Linked DNA regions of Gossypium arboreum: region 2 is linked to region 1. A link is a contact called in public Hi-C data. All regions are on one chromosome and are shown on one strand. Each heading gives the region's core, a stretch centred on a gene start, on an enhancer-like site or on the middle of the called end of the contact. The rest is flanking DNA. Distances are from core to core; before and after follow the strand shown.

Evidence for each region. Hi-C and Micro-C count contacts between places; a contact is called where the count stands out from the background.
Region 2: a Hi-C map of leaf shows a contact between it and region 1, with 4 times the contacts expected there. The contact joins the promoter of LOC108469964 here to the promoter of LOC108469559 in region 1. A contact is called at or near these places in 2 of 5 Hi-C or Micro-C datasets (both in leaf).

The regions. Positions count from the first base shown.
Region 1 is chr8:92,674,224-92,681,364 of ASM2569848v2, forward strand. It overlaps LOC108469559 (zinc finger BED domain-containing protein DAYSLEEPER-like), which reads left to right and starts at 3,120. Exons shown (of 2, transcript XM_017770442.2): 1 at 3,120-3,363; 2 at 4,774-6,965. The coding sequence starts at 4,799. The coding sequence ends at 6,820. It overlaps LOC108467752 (pentatricopeptide repeat-containing protein At4g30825, chloroplastic), which reads right to left and starts at 2,056. Exons shown (of 2, transcript XR_008286916.1): 1 at 1,925-2,056.
Region 2 is chr8:92,804,125-92,811,265 of ASM2569848v2, forward strand. It overlaps LOC108469964, which reads left to right and starts at 2,500. Exons shown (of 8, transcript XM_053031957.1): 1 at 2,500-3,037; 2 at 5,530-5,616; 3 at 6,329-6,505; 4 at 6,610-6,696; 5 at 6,796-6,867. The coding sequence starts at 2,849.

The DNA.
Region 1 (7,141 bases), core at 1,870-4,369:
CAATGCTAAAGCCAATCATGTCCAAGGCAACTCCTGAAGATTTTAACTTCAAATAGAGTTTTTCTGCTTCATTGAAGTGGCCCATGACACTGTAAATGTCAATCATTGTACACATTATATGCAAATTTGGCTTGTTTTCAGAGTTAGGTATTTGAGAAAATATCTTAACCGCATTTTCAAGATCATCCAACTCCTTGCAAGAGCAAATTAATAAATGATACAGGTTATCTTCAAAAACTGGATCCTTCCACCTTTTGCTCCCTAACACTTTAATTGCATCATTCACTAATCCACTTTTCACATAAGCCATGACTAGAATGGAACAAGAAGTTTGGTCGTCTAAAACATGTTGATAGAAAGACCCAGTTATAACAAGAGGAACTTTATAGATCCTCTCAGCCTTCTCATATGCTTGCAAAACAGTACCTAGGATTGAAGAATGTTGGCACCTCATCTTGAGCATATCATCAAGTGTTCTAATGGCACCCTCTTCATCCCCATGCTTTGCTTGCAAAGTTAGCAGCGTGTACAAGTTAGATGAGTTAGGCTTGAATCCGAGCTGTTTCATAGCCCTGTAATACCATGCTGCTTCTTTATAATTGCCAGTTCGCCCCCAGCCCTCAATCATGGAACGGTAAGTTGTACCATCAGGTTCTAATCCAACTTGCCGGATGCTCAGGAATACACGTTGAGCTGCATCCATATTTGATGCTCTTCCATACCCTGTGATCAGTGTATTGTATGCAACAATATTTGGAGAAAAGCCTGCTTCTTGCATTGAAACCAATACCTGCTCAGCCTCCTCTAACTTGCCACTTTGACTATAAGCATTAAGCATCACCAACCAATTCTCAAGATTCAATGCGACTTTATCTTCTCTCATAAAGCTGATAACCTCTTCCGCTTTGTCATACAAACTCAACCGTGTATAAATTGTGATCATTGCAGAGTATGCAGACTGACATACAATGCCAGAACTCCTCATTTGTGAAAGTGCAAACTCTGCGTCCCTAACATTCCAACCCTTCTGGTAAAGTCCCATAAGCATCCCATAAGTGGCAACGTTTGGCTGAACCCCATGTTCCAGCATCATTCTAAACCACTTAGCACCCATTTCAACAAGCCCCCTTTTAGAACAGGCGTATATGATTGTATTGAAAACCTGAAAATCAAGCTCACAGCCGGAATCGCATTTTGCTTGCCTAACCATTATTTCAGCAGCGTCCCAATCTTGTCTCCTGCCCAAAACTCGAAGAACCAATCTATAAGCCATCACATTTCCATCTAATTTCCCATTGCTCCTCAGCCACTCAAAAAATCTCAAAGCATTACCATCATTAGACTTCTCAAGCCTTTTCAATATAGAATTACAATGCTCCAAATTCAAGTCAGGCTTTATAGCAGTATAATCAACATCCAACCCGCTATTTCTACACACAAAAAGATCTCCTTTTTCTACTTCGTTACCATTCCTTCTGGAACCAAACCTGAAACCCACATTTCTTGTTATCCCTTTCTCGCGGTTTTGACCTTTTCGGCCCTCAACAAGTTTTGGGTTTTCATTCACTAATTCATTTTCGGAAGAAAAAGGGGTATCTCTATCGACTGGGTTAGGGTCAGGAACGTTGGCGGGTTCGACTCTAATATGTTTGAGCCTAGTCAAAGAAGTGAGCATGGAAGCAGCTCTTGCGACATGAAAACAACTGGTGAATGAAAAACTGGAACATTGATCAGGTAAATGAGACGGGTTAACGTAGAAGCTGAGTTTCTTTGAATCGACAGAGTCCCAAGAAAGGGACAATTTCAAAGAAGCCATAGTTGTTATAATTACTGTTATCGGATTTTGAAGAAAAAATTATGCATCACTTTTGTGGATGAATGGAATTAAAGAAGAAAGCAGTAGAGAGAAGGCTATTGTGCATACCTTGATGATGGGATAAAGGAGGTTGAAGCAGTGGAGCAAAATAACCGTTTCTGGATCTTCTTGCTTTTTTTCTTCTTTTTTTTTTTTTTTAAATTTCCTTTTCTACTTTACAACCATGACAAACAGTCGGTTTACATTACAACAGTAACAAACAGAATAAATAAATAAAAGTTAGTTTACTTTTTAAATGGTTTAATTTTAACTAAGCAATAAATTTTTTAATTTTTTAAATAATATGTAAAAATAGTAAGATAGCATTGCATTATATATGTAATAATATATTTATCGATCATACTTTAAAAATAGTAAAAATAATAAATTTATTAATAATTATTTGGTCAAGACTAGAATTTTAAAATTCATTAAAATTTAAGGACTAAAAGTAATCAAATTAAAGTATAAAAATTAAATCTACAACTTACATATAATATAAAAATTAATAGTAAAATTTAGCTCATAAATAAATACAGCTCTGAGGTAATTTTAATTATAAACTATTTTCAACCGGTAATTAAATCCTTTTTATTAATTTAATCTTGAAAAGTGAATAAATAAAATAATAAAATATTTATATTTGTTAACCATAATCAAGCAGCAGTAAATAAATATGACTAAATTAATGATGAAAAAATACACGTGAATCATACTTTTACTTATTTCAAGTCACTAACATTGATCAACATTCCTACTATCAAGTAACCCACTAAATTTATGTTTATATGGGAGGTTATGTCACTTTACCTTGTATTATCAAGCATAATAAAAAAAAAAGGTGGGATAATTTTGTAGATTATATTAATAATTCATTTTGATTTTGATAACAAAAATGGTTACAGTCTAAGTAAACGAAACAAGACCATTCATATGATGGATGAAGTTGGCAAATCTCTTGAAGTATTCAACTTCAACCCCGATATTATAATATTTTAGTAGAATAAACGACAGTGGCCTTGCTATACAGCAATTGGGTTGAAATGTTGTTCGTATGAGAAGCCACCCAAAAACCCAAGTCAGCTAGAAAAAGAGTGAAGGTGGTTAAAGAAAGGGCGTTGAATTGAACAAATTGAGAGATGGCAAGCCATTGGGCTGTCTCTGCCTTGGGTAGATTAGATCAAAGTCAATTGGTTCCCCCTACCCAAAAGTCCAAAATTAAATAAAGTGGGATATCTTACGTAGTTTCTTTTTTTCGAAAATTTTAATTTATTAAACCCCACAATTTTCACCTTATCCCCACCCATCCCAACAACTACTCTCCACCTTTCAGGTCCAATTAGCCTTCTTTTGGGGTCTGTTGTTCTAAGCCCAAATCTCCGCCCCCCCCCCCCCCGACTATCTCTCCGTCTTTCTCCTCTCCTGCAAAACCCTAGATCTTTCACCCTTTCAACGTCGTTTTCCGGCCTTCTTCTCGCTCCCAGATCGCTTCTCGTTTGGGCTGACTGGTAAAAATTTCATCACCTTACCTAATTTCTCCATTGACTGAAATTTTGGGTGTTCCTTTTTCTCTTTGATTTTTTCTTTATTTAATGCTTGCTTCGTTTTTTTGAGTTGGGGATTTTGATTTTAAACGCTTCGTGTTTCAATTTTGTGAGAGAATTGCGATGATTGCTGGCTTATTGTCCTTGTTAAAAGTTACGGAAGTAGTTGGACTTTTTGTTTTGAATTGAAACCATAGATTCCCTTTCCTTTTTGCTTCTGTTATTTAAATATGGCTATTCTCGTTTCATGCATTGATATGGGGTTTTGTTTGTCCTTCATTTCCTGGTTTTCATCTGTACAGATAATGGGTCTTTCTTCTTTGTTTGTTGTTGATCTGGGCAGATTGCAGACATGGGTTTTTGTTCTTTTGACGTTTTATTTTTCCTTCTCTTTCTGTGGTTTTCTCTTTTGCTCTTGCTCTGGGCATATTAATAGATGCCTTTGAAGCTGAGTTTGATCTTTGAAATGGAATTGGGTTTCAGTTCGACTGATCTGGGCTTTCCCTTCTTTGTTTATGCTTTTTGTTTTTCTTTTTATTATTTTCAAACCCTAGATCTACGGTTTTTTTTTTTTGGGGGGGGGTGCATTGTAAAATGTAATCCTTTTCAGCCCATTTAAATGTCAATGTCTGTTTTAGCCCTGGTGCGTAAAGTGGGCCCATTTAACATGGATCTTATCCAAGTCCTTTGTCCTGTATTGTAAATTGCTATACTACGACTTGGTCTTATTGTGGACCACTTCAACACGTGGCACAGTTTCAATTATTCCTTGACCCATTACCCTGATGTTTATCTTATATTTCGGCTATACTTGTATACGTTGGATATTACCCATATTCATTTTTTAAAGTTCTTTTTATTTTTGAAGACACATTTGTTAAAATTAATGTTGCTGATGTAAACTCATTTCTGGATTCTTTCATTCTTTTTCTTTCCAATCAAAGCAGCTCTTAATTATGATCCTGGATTGCCAGCTCCTGGGTGTTTCATTTAGTGGCGAAAACTTTATAGTCCAATGTGTGCTGTTTTTTCATCAACTATACCATACAGTACGCAGTTCAACTTACTTTCCTTTGGACAAAGAGGCCACATCCGTCACCCTTGACACAAATCCGGACTGTTTTTGCAGCTTAATGTTGTAATGCATTAAGTCTGAGACCACTATGTAACCATGCGTCTCAAAGCTGAGAAGATTCTGTTTTAATGAAATTTATGATGTGTGAAACCGTTGATTGCTTTGACTGAACCTCATTGTTTCCTTTATTTTTACCTTCCGAGTTATGTTAACCTTAATGGTAATTGGGTCTATCTACTCTTTTGTTTTTTTATACATGCATAGTTTGAAATCCTTTTTAAAATTTTGTTTTGCTCCAGCTGCGGGTTTTATGTATAGACAGGAATGGCAGAAATGACGGAAGCTACAAATATGGAAACATCCCCGGTGGAGAATAACAATGAGCTGGCTCTCATCACTCCTGAAACACAGCCTAAGCGAAGGAAAAAGAAGTCCATGGTCTGGGAGTACTTCACCATTGAAACTGTGAGTGCTGGATGTAGAAGAGCATGCTGTAACCGTTGCAAACAAAGTTTCGCTTATAGTACTGGTTCCAAGGTAGCAGGGACCAGCCACCTCAAACGTCACATTGCTAAGGGTACCTGTCCGGCACTCCTACGTGACCAATATAACAATCAATTGACCCCATATAGCCCGAAGACTGGAGGAGGTGAACCACGAAAGCGGCGCTACAGATCTCCCAGTTCACCTTTCATACCATTCGATCAGGACCGTTGCCGCCATGAAATTGCAAGAATGATCATCATGCATGAGTATCCTCTTCACATGGTTGAGCATCCTGGATTCATAGCTTTTGTTCAGAATCTTCAGCCTCGGTTCGACAAAGTCAGTTTCAACACTGTTCAAGGGGATTGCGTTGCAACTTACCTGAGGGAAAAGCAAAGCCTCATGAAGCTTATTGAGGGTATTCCGGGGCGAGTTTGTCTTACACTAGACATGTGGACTTCAAATCAAACACTCGGTTATGTGTTTATAACTGGACACTTCATTGATTTTGAATGGAAGTTGCAAAGACGGGTTCTCAATGTCATAATGGAACCATATCCCGATTCCGATTCTGCTCTAAGTCATGCTGTTGCTGCCTGCCTGTCAGACTGGAGTTTGGAAGGCAAGTTATTTTCCCTCATCTTCAATCATCCAACAAGTGAAGCTGGGCTGGAAAATCTTAGACCTCTACTCTGTACTAAGAATCCCCTTATTCTTAACGGTCAGTTGTTACTTGGAAATTGCATAGCTCGTACCCTGAGCAGCATGGCAAAGGATGTGCTTGGTGCAGGGCATGAGATTGTCAAGAAAATCCGTGATAGTGTAAAGTATGTGAAGACTTCAGAATCCCATGATGAAAAGTTTGTTCAAGTTAAAAACCAGCTTCAAGTGCCAAGTGAAAAGAGCCTGATTCTTGATAATCAAAATCAGTGGAACACGACATACCAAATGCTTGCAGCTGCTTCTGAACTCAAGGAAGTTTTTAATTGTTTGGATACTTCTGATCCAGATTATAAGCTAGCTCCATCAATGGAAGACTGGAAGGTGGCCGAGACTTTATGCAGTTTCTTGAAACCTCTCTTTGATGCAGCCAGCATCCTTATGACTACAACTAACCCTACTGCAATTACATTCTTTCATGAAGCATGGAAAATACATGCAGATTTGGGTCGTTCGATCGCTAATGATGATCCCTTCATCAGCAATATTGCTAAGTCAATGCTAGAAAAGATTGACAAGTACTGGAAGGATTGTAGCTTGATTTTGGCAATTGCTGTAGTCATGGATCCTCGCTTCAAAATGAAGCTTGTTGAGTTCAGTTTCACAAAAATATTTGGTGAAGACGCTCCCACATATATCAAAATTGTTGATGATGGAATTCATGAGCTCTTTCTGGAGTATGTAGCACTTCCACTGCCTTTGACACCAACTTACACAGAAGAAGGCAATGTGGGAAACAATGGAAAGACCAATGAATCTCAGCAAGGAAATCTTCTTTCAGACCAGGGACTTACAGATTTCGATGTGTACATTATGGAGACTAGTAGCCAGCAAATGAAATCTGAGCTGGATCAGTACTTAGAAGAGTCCTTGTTGCCTCGAGTCCAAGAGTTTGATGTATTAGGCTGGTGGAAGCTCAATAAGATGAAGTATCCAACTCTTTCGAAGATGGCTCGTGACATTTTGTCAATTCCAGTATCAGCTGCTGCTCCGGACTCGGTCTTTGACATCATAATAAAGCAACTGGATGAGTACCGAAGCTCCTTACGACCGGAGACTGTGGAAGCGCTAATCTGTGCCAAGGACTGGCTTCATCATGGATCTGAAGAATCCAATGCACTTGTTAAAATGGAATTTTAGATGTAGCTGTTTTACTTATGGTAGGATGCTGTATGGGACGTTATTTGACTATTAGGGATTTAATTTGTACAATTAAAATCCAATTGTATTTGTATGGATGCATGGACATGAAAACCTTTAATTGCTAGAGTAGTTGTTCCTATTACATGCCTTGTTTTAAGGTTTTACACTTGTTTCTCCTGATTCAGTTGCCTCTGACTTGCCTCACCTGATTCACTTTTCTCATTCATATGTATGAAACTGAAAAGAAGAAATGCTTTATTGCCACCGATTCATGCCAAGCAAATCATCTCGCTCCCTACTTTCTTAATTTCTCCTAAA
Region 2 (7,141 bases), core at 1,250-3,749, 130 kb after region 1:
GTTTGTCCAACTTCTAATAATTGGAACTCTGAGCATACTAATGATGAATATATTTGCATTACTGCTCATTGGGTTGACAAAGATTAGAAGCTACAAAAGAGAATCATAAGATTTAGATGTTTATCTCCTCCGTATGATGGTTTGCGCGTAGCAGATGAACTCATTTTATGTTTATCTTAGTGGGGTATAAACAAGAAAGTTTTTAGCATCACTTTGGATAATGCTTTTTATAACGGTGTTATGGTTTTTTGTCTTAAAAATCGTTTTGGCGCGAACGAGCTCTTTCTTTTTTTTCAAGTTAGATGTTACGCATATATATTGAATCTTATAATTAAAGCTGGTTTGGAACTTGCTGCTGATGTTTTTAGTAAGATTCGAAATGGAATTAAGTACATAAAAAAGTCAGGAATTTGTAAGAAAATATTTTATGATATGGCTAACAAAAGTTTTCATTTGAATGTGACTAAAAAGTTACGTCGAGATGTGAGTGTGAGATGGAATTCTACTTATTTGATGTTTGAATCTACTCTTTTCTATAAATATGTGTTAGATTATTGGGGCCAACGGGATAAAGATTATCAAATATTAGCACTTTCTGATGAGGAGTGGAGAAATGTTGTTATTTTTTTGCAAATTATTGAATTCTTTATGATGTGACTTGTACTTTTTCTGGTTCTAATTATCCAACGGTTGATTTTTATTTTAGAGGGGTTTGGAAGGTTCACATGGTCTTAATTAATACAGTTAAAGATCCTCATTCTTTTTTTAACTCTAATGGTTATGCAAATGCAAGATAAATTTAATAAATATTAGGCTAAGTATTCTTTGATAAATTTTAGATCCTCGTTACAAGTTAAATTATGTGCAGTATTATTTTACTACAATCTACACTACTTATGCTTCAAACTTTTTGGAAACCATTCTTTGCAATCTTAAACTCTTATTTGATGAGTATGTTAAGAACTCCAAATCCACATCTTCCTCTTTGGCCAGGAGTTTCAATGTTTCAGATAATGATCCTGTTCATTCTAATTTGCATCAACTCAATGTCAATAGGGCAGATTTGGGAGGAGATTATGATGAGAGTGGTGATTATAAATGATTCTTAAGTGCATCCAGTACTAAGAGTGAAAAGTCTCGATTGGACATTTATTTGGAAGAATCAGAGCTTGAGTTGAATAGCCAAATAAATGTATTGGATTATTGGAGCAAAAGTTCAATTCGATATTGTGAGCTTTCATTTTTGGCTCGTGATCTTTTGGCAATTCCAATATCGACCGTAGCTTCTGAGTCGGCTTTTAGCATGAGGAAGAAAGTGATCACATTTTTTAGGAGTTCCCTTAAACCAAAAATGGTTCAAGCCATTGTTTGTTTTGATAACTGGATGTGAGCTAAGAGATTTTCAACGGGTAATTATTATTTTCATTTTATTGTTATAATTATAAAACATTTTATCAATTTGATTATATAACTATTTATTCTTATTTTATATTAGAAATTGATTACAAGAATGATAAGAATGATAATGATGATGATTTTTGATTTGTTTCTAGGTATATAATTTAGCTTAGAATTTATAGCTTGTTATAAGATAATATATGTTGATTGCTTCATATAAAGATATTTTGAATGGTTGATACATTTTATAGGTTATTTTTGGTGCTATTTTGGGTGTTGTTTCACTGTTATTCTGCTATTGTTTTTAATGTTCTGCTGTTGTTGTTGGGTGCTAATTTTTGCTACTATTTTTGGTGTTGTTTCATTGCTATTCTGCTGTTGTTGGGTGCTAATCTTTGATGCTATTTTTGGTGCTATTTTGCTTGATATATATAGATATTGTAGAACTTTTGTTTGGATATTGTAGAACTTTTAATTTTGCTAAGTTTCCAACATCAATTGCATGAGAATGCGACCTTGTTGTGGATGGTTTTAGTTACCAAGTTGTTTCACTAATTATCAAATTTCTTGTACTTTATTATTCAACTTTAATGTACTTTAGTGAAACAACCTTATGCCATCCTTTACTTCAAGTGGTTTTTCATTTTTTGCTACCTTTACCCAAATCATATTATATATACTAGTATGCAAGATTTATTATTCTCTTGAAAATATACTCATTACATTAATAATGATTAATTTTTTTAAAAGAAGTAATGATTAATTATTATAAACATTAACGAGGTCTACATCCATCAAATGCTAATAAGTTTTTATCTAATTTTTAATATTTGCTAATGAAATTTGATAATTTTTGGAAATATTTGCTTTAATGTTTTTAGTGTATTTGATATACTATATTTTTAAAATAAAATATTTTTAAAAAAAAAAGGTCGATTAGGTTTGAAAAAAATTTTAAATCCGTAAACCAGACCTAAAATTTTGGTTGAGCTTAAATTTGACTTAGTCCATAGACACCTCTATATACAGTAGTAATCAGTGCCGGCCCATATTCGCCACCGCCCATTCTATAAGAAGCTGTTCTGATTTGAAGTCTAAACCATTACTTTTCCAAAGGAAGTCTAAAACCCAAACCAAAATTTAGCCCAAGAATGTAAAAACCAAAAACTCGGATCAAATCAAATCCCACAACTTCATCATCTTCGATGTTGCATCAAACCACACTATCACTGCTCACTCCGCAGTTTTAACTCATTTTGGACGAAAAAGAAAAGAAAAGAAAAGAAAATTATCCCTCAATTGTGATTTTATTAAAAACTATGCATTTTCTAGTTTAAAGAAGCTAAGGGGTTTCTTCAACCATCCTCTACGCCTGAGATCTTCCCACTTTTTTTCCCTTTAATTTTTAAATTTCATTTTTCTTATCTCGTTCGATTGGTCTGATCTGCTCATGGATTTGCGAGATTCATCACCGTCGTCGACTCCGAATCGGGATGGTAACGCCGGCGACGACGACGGCGTCCTCTCCGTCACTTCCGCCCTCGCTAAAGACGCCGCTCTTTACTTTCAGTCTAGGAAGTTCGCCGAGTGCGTCGATGTCTTGAATCAGCTCAACTCGAAGAAAGAAAACGATCCCAAGGTAAATTATTTCAACTTTTTACGCATACGCATGCATTGGTTCCTTTAATGAATGCGATTGAATCGATTCATTTCTAAGATCTTTTTTGCTTTATTTTTTTATTTTTTTATTTTTTTAAAGTGGGAATTTGAATATTGTTTTCCATCTTTTTTGTTGTGTAATTTTCCGGCTCACTAATACTTGATTATCAGCTGATTTCATAAAACAATTAATTTAATCCAATATTGTTTCCTTATCATTCTGTACATTCATGGTGCTTGAAACCCCATAACAAGGTTTAATTATTTTCATATGGCGATTTCACTGTATATGTAAACTTAATAATTCTTATTGTTGATTTCTCTATTTATATTTAGACGTGCAAGGGTTAATCAATAAAACCGTTTGTGGTGTTGCTGAACTCCTCTATCGGCGTATATAGGACAATAATCTTATTCTTGATCAGCACATGTCAAATGTATATAATTGCTTGCAGAAATTTTTGCTTCACCGGTGGTGTATCATGTAATAATCCTTTTCTTGGTGATGATAGATTCTTTATGTACTGTACTGCCAACATCTCTCTTCCGTTGCAATGCTCTCTTAAGCTCTGGCTAAAGAATGTTGGGCGGATGAATCATGGGTTTATTTTTATGACAGTACAAATTCTGTTTATCTACTGTGCTTATGAAATAAAAGTTGATTGATACCCGATGAGTTGGACTAGAAAATACTTCTTACACATAGAATTTATATTTGCTTGAAATTGCTTTCACGGTTTTCTTGTTCCTACTAAGGTTACGGAGTACATTTATGTTTTTATTTGCAATGATATGCGGATAGTGGTTCTCTTTCAGAAAAATGGTTAAAATTTTATTTTTCAAGCAAACTTCTGAGCGTTTTAGATAATTCTAGAATGATATATAAATGTTTGTTCAAATGCATGATAAAGACCAATGTTTAGCAATGTTCTTAAGGCGTGCGCTTAGGGGTTGTGCCTCAAGGTCAGGCAAGTGCATTGGACCCTTTCAAAGGAGGCATATGTCTGGTGTGTTTAAGTCCATACTTTTGTAAGGCAGTAGGTGTAATAAAAGTCTGATTGAGATTCTCTTTAATTTCATACCTTTTTAATTCTTTTATTTATTTTACTTTTAATGGTTAAAAAGGGTTGGACAAAATCAAATTCTGTACTTCTCAATTCGTGAGTATTCAACAAAATGTATAAGACATAAATAAAATCATGTATTTTGTCCAATGAAAGAATTTTATTTCATGCTTTCTAGATATATTAAACAAATTTTTACAGTTCATTATTGGAATTGTATTTTTGGGACTTACTATGCGCACATATATACATATACATTCACACGCACATACATATTGCATCTTGCTTCACTTGGGTGAGTGCTTTCTTATGCCTTGTGCCTTAAGCAATATTTGGGTTTCAACACCTAGAGTGTGTCTTGAACACTTGTCAATACTAAATATAAGGTACAGAGAAGTTGCATTTCTTTATGCTTTTATCTTGTTGGGAGTACAATGCTCTTTAATGACCTTGTAAATTGATGAAAATGATAAATGTCCATGTTTCATTGCTCATATTGGGGTTATATAAAATTTGAAGTGAAAGAAGTGTTGAAAATGTTAACTACGAACTAAATTTATTGTATGTTGATTATATAAAATAAAGATGTTTGAAAAAAAATTTAGGCTACATTGCCTAGGAATATTAATTAAAATTCTACACTGTTTTTAGCTTTTAAACACATTATTTGCAAAATGGAATGGTTTTTATTTTTAGAATTATCATGAAAGCATTTTTTTTCATTTTAATCTGTTTCAAAGATACATCTAATTCTCCAACCCAGAAAATAGCTTAAAAATTAAACCGACTAAAATGAACAGATATCATACTCATGTGCAAGTGGTTGTTAACTTGTTATTAACTAACATGTGATGACTGTAAGGGTAAAAATGATGATCATACACCTTACAAACTTTATCCTATGCACTTCCCAGACAATGTCAAATATGTTCAGCTCGGAAATTATGGTGCTATAGGAATTTTTAGCTTGAAGCCTGAAACCATCCACTAACACCACCATACTTCCTTTTTCTCTTTTATAGGGAAAAAGAAAAGGTAATTTGGAAGAAAATTTAGAGCCTTAAAACCACATTAAGGTAGCTGTGTCATAAATTACTCTTTGTAGAAATTCAAGTAGATTTTAATCATGTCAGACTGATGGTGATGGTGTTGGTGATATCTCTATTAAATGCTGTTCATAAATAGCTCTTCTTATGTTCTGAAATTTGAAATTTTGAGTACTTAGTTGATCTTCTTATAATCCTGTTTGCTGGTGTTGCATTCCATTTCTAGAATAACATTTGTTGCCCTCACATTTAAATTGCACTAACCACCAATAACTTCCCTTAAATGCTTTTGACATCTTTTATACTTTTTTCCCTCTCTGTTGCGACAGTCCTAAGTTTTCGAACCAAATGATATTGAACAGGTTCTTCATAATATTGCAATTGCGGAGTTCTTTCGGGATGGTTGCTCAGACCCAAAAAAGTTGCTTGAAGTCCTTAACAATGTCAAGGTACTACCTTTGTTCTACCTCCCTCTGGTTACATGGCTGAATGACTGTATGCTTCCTCCAAATTTCTAATCTTAATCTAGTCCTGCTCCATCTGAAAGAATGATAGTCCTGTCCTGTTCATCAATTTCATAACTTTGAGGTCTTATTTGCTTCATTTGATAATGGATTGTGGGTCTAGTGGTGAACTGTGCTGCAGATACTGCAAGGTTTTAAACAAATAAGGAAAAACAAAAATTTTATCTTCTAATACTCGAATGAAATCTTTTGGGTGTAGCAACTTTCTTAGCTCAAAATGAAGTTATTTGTCTGTTGTTTTTAATTGCTATCTGCTGATGTCAATGTGTTAGGCTTTTAGCAATTTGAACTATGATTAGCTTTAGTATGAAACAACTACTAATTAGGATTTAGTGTTGAAATTGCCTTTTGGTGGAAATATTTTATGCATCTGGCCCCATTTAAAGGACCTGAAACTTTTTGAGCCTGAGTTTGTGTGATTTTTTTATTTTGCCGTAATAGAAGTGATAGATTCATTACTTTCTCCCAGTTCAAACTAGTAACACATAATTTTATGTAGGAGGTTAATTGCTGTCTGGAGAGAAGCTTTTGTTGCATTGCAATGTCTAGAACTTTTTTTTGAAAGAATTTGCTATGTCCAGTACTTATTTTGACTTACACTGGCATCTATGGCTTTTTGTGTGTGTTGGTTTAGAAGAGAAGTGAGGAGCTTGCTCTTGCATCTGGGGAACAGGTGGAGTCTGGTAGCAATATTGGAAATAACATTACTTCAGGTTCAAAAGGAAGTGGTACAACTACAAGTCTTCCTGCTTCAAATTGTGCCAGTATTATTTACGCGGATGAATTTGATACCTCTGTGGCTTCTCTAAACATAGTATGCCTTCTTTCTATACATTCAAGAATTTCAGGAGCAATAATCTTTTCAGCCATAGCTTGGAGTAACATTTAACCTGTTTGTTCTGATTTGATCTAATATAGGCAGTCATTTGGTTCTACCTTCATGAATACGCAAAGGCCTTATCAGTTCTTGAACATGTTTATCAAAACATTGAACCTATAGATGAGGTATTTTAGCTTTATATTGTTTATGTATACATTTTTTATTTTTTAACATCTGTTGGTTTGTTTTAATTGCTTCCCTTTTTATTTATATATGCATTGCAGACAACAGCTCTTCATATCTGCCTCTTGTTGCTGGATGTTCTGCTAGCTTGCCGTGACGCGTCAAAATCTGCGGTAAGAACTAAATTTTTGTAGTGTGATGCTTGGAATTCATTCTAGGTAAAAATTTTCCTTGCTAATTTCGGTTGCAGTCACTTCAGAGACCACTGTAAGATGGATATGAGCATGACTAACTGTTAGCCTTGTACTTGGGGACAGGGAAAGATAGAAAGCTAACTTGTGCTCGTACTACTCTGATTAGCATGTTGCTAGAGGAGGTCAAAATGCTAGCCCATTAATAACATTTAAATAAATGAACTAATTTGCTTAAAGGTTTTTTTTCCTCCCT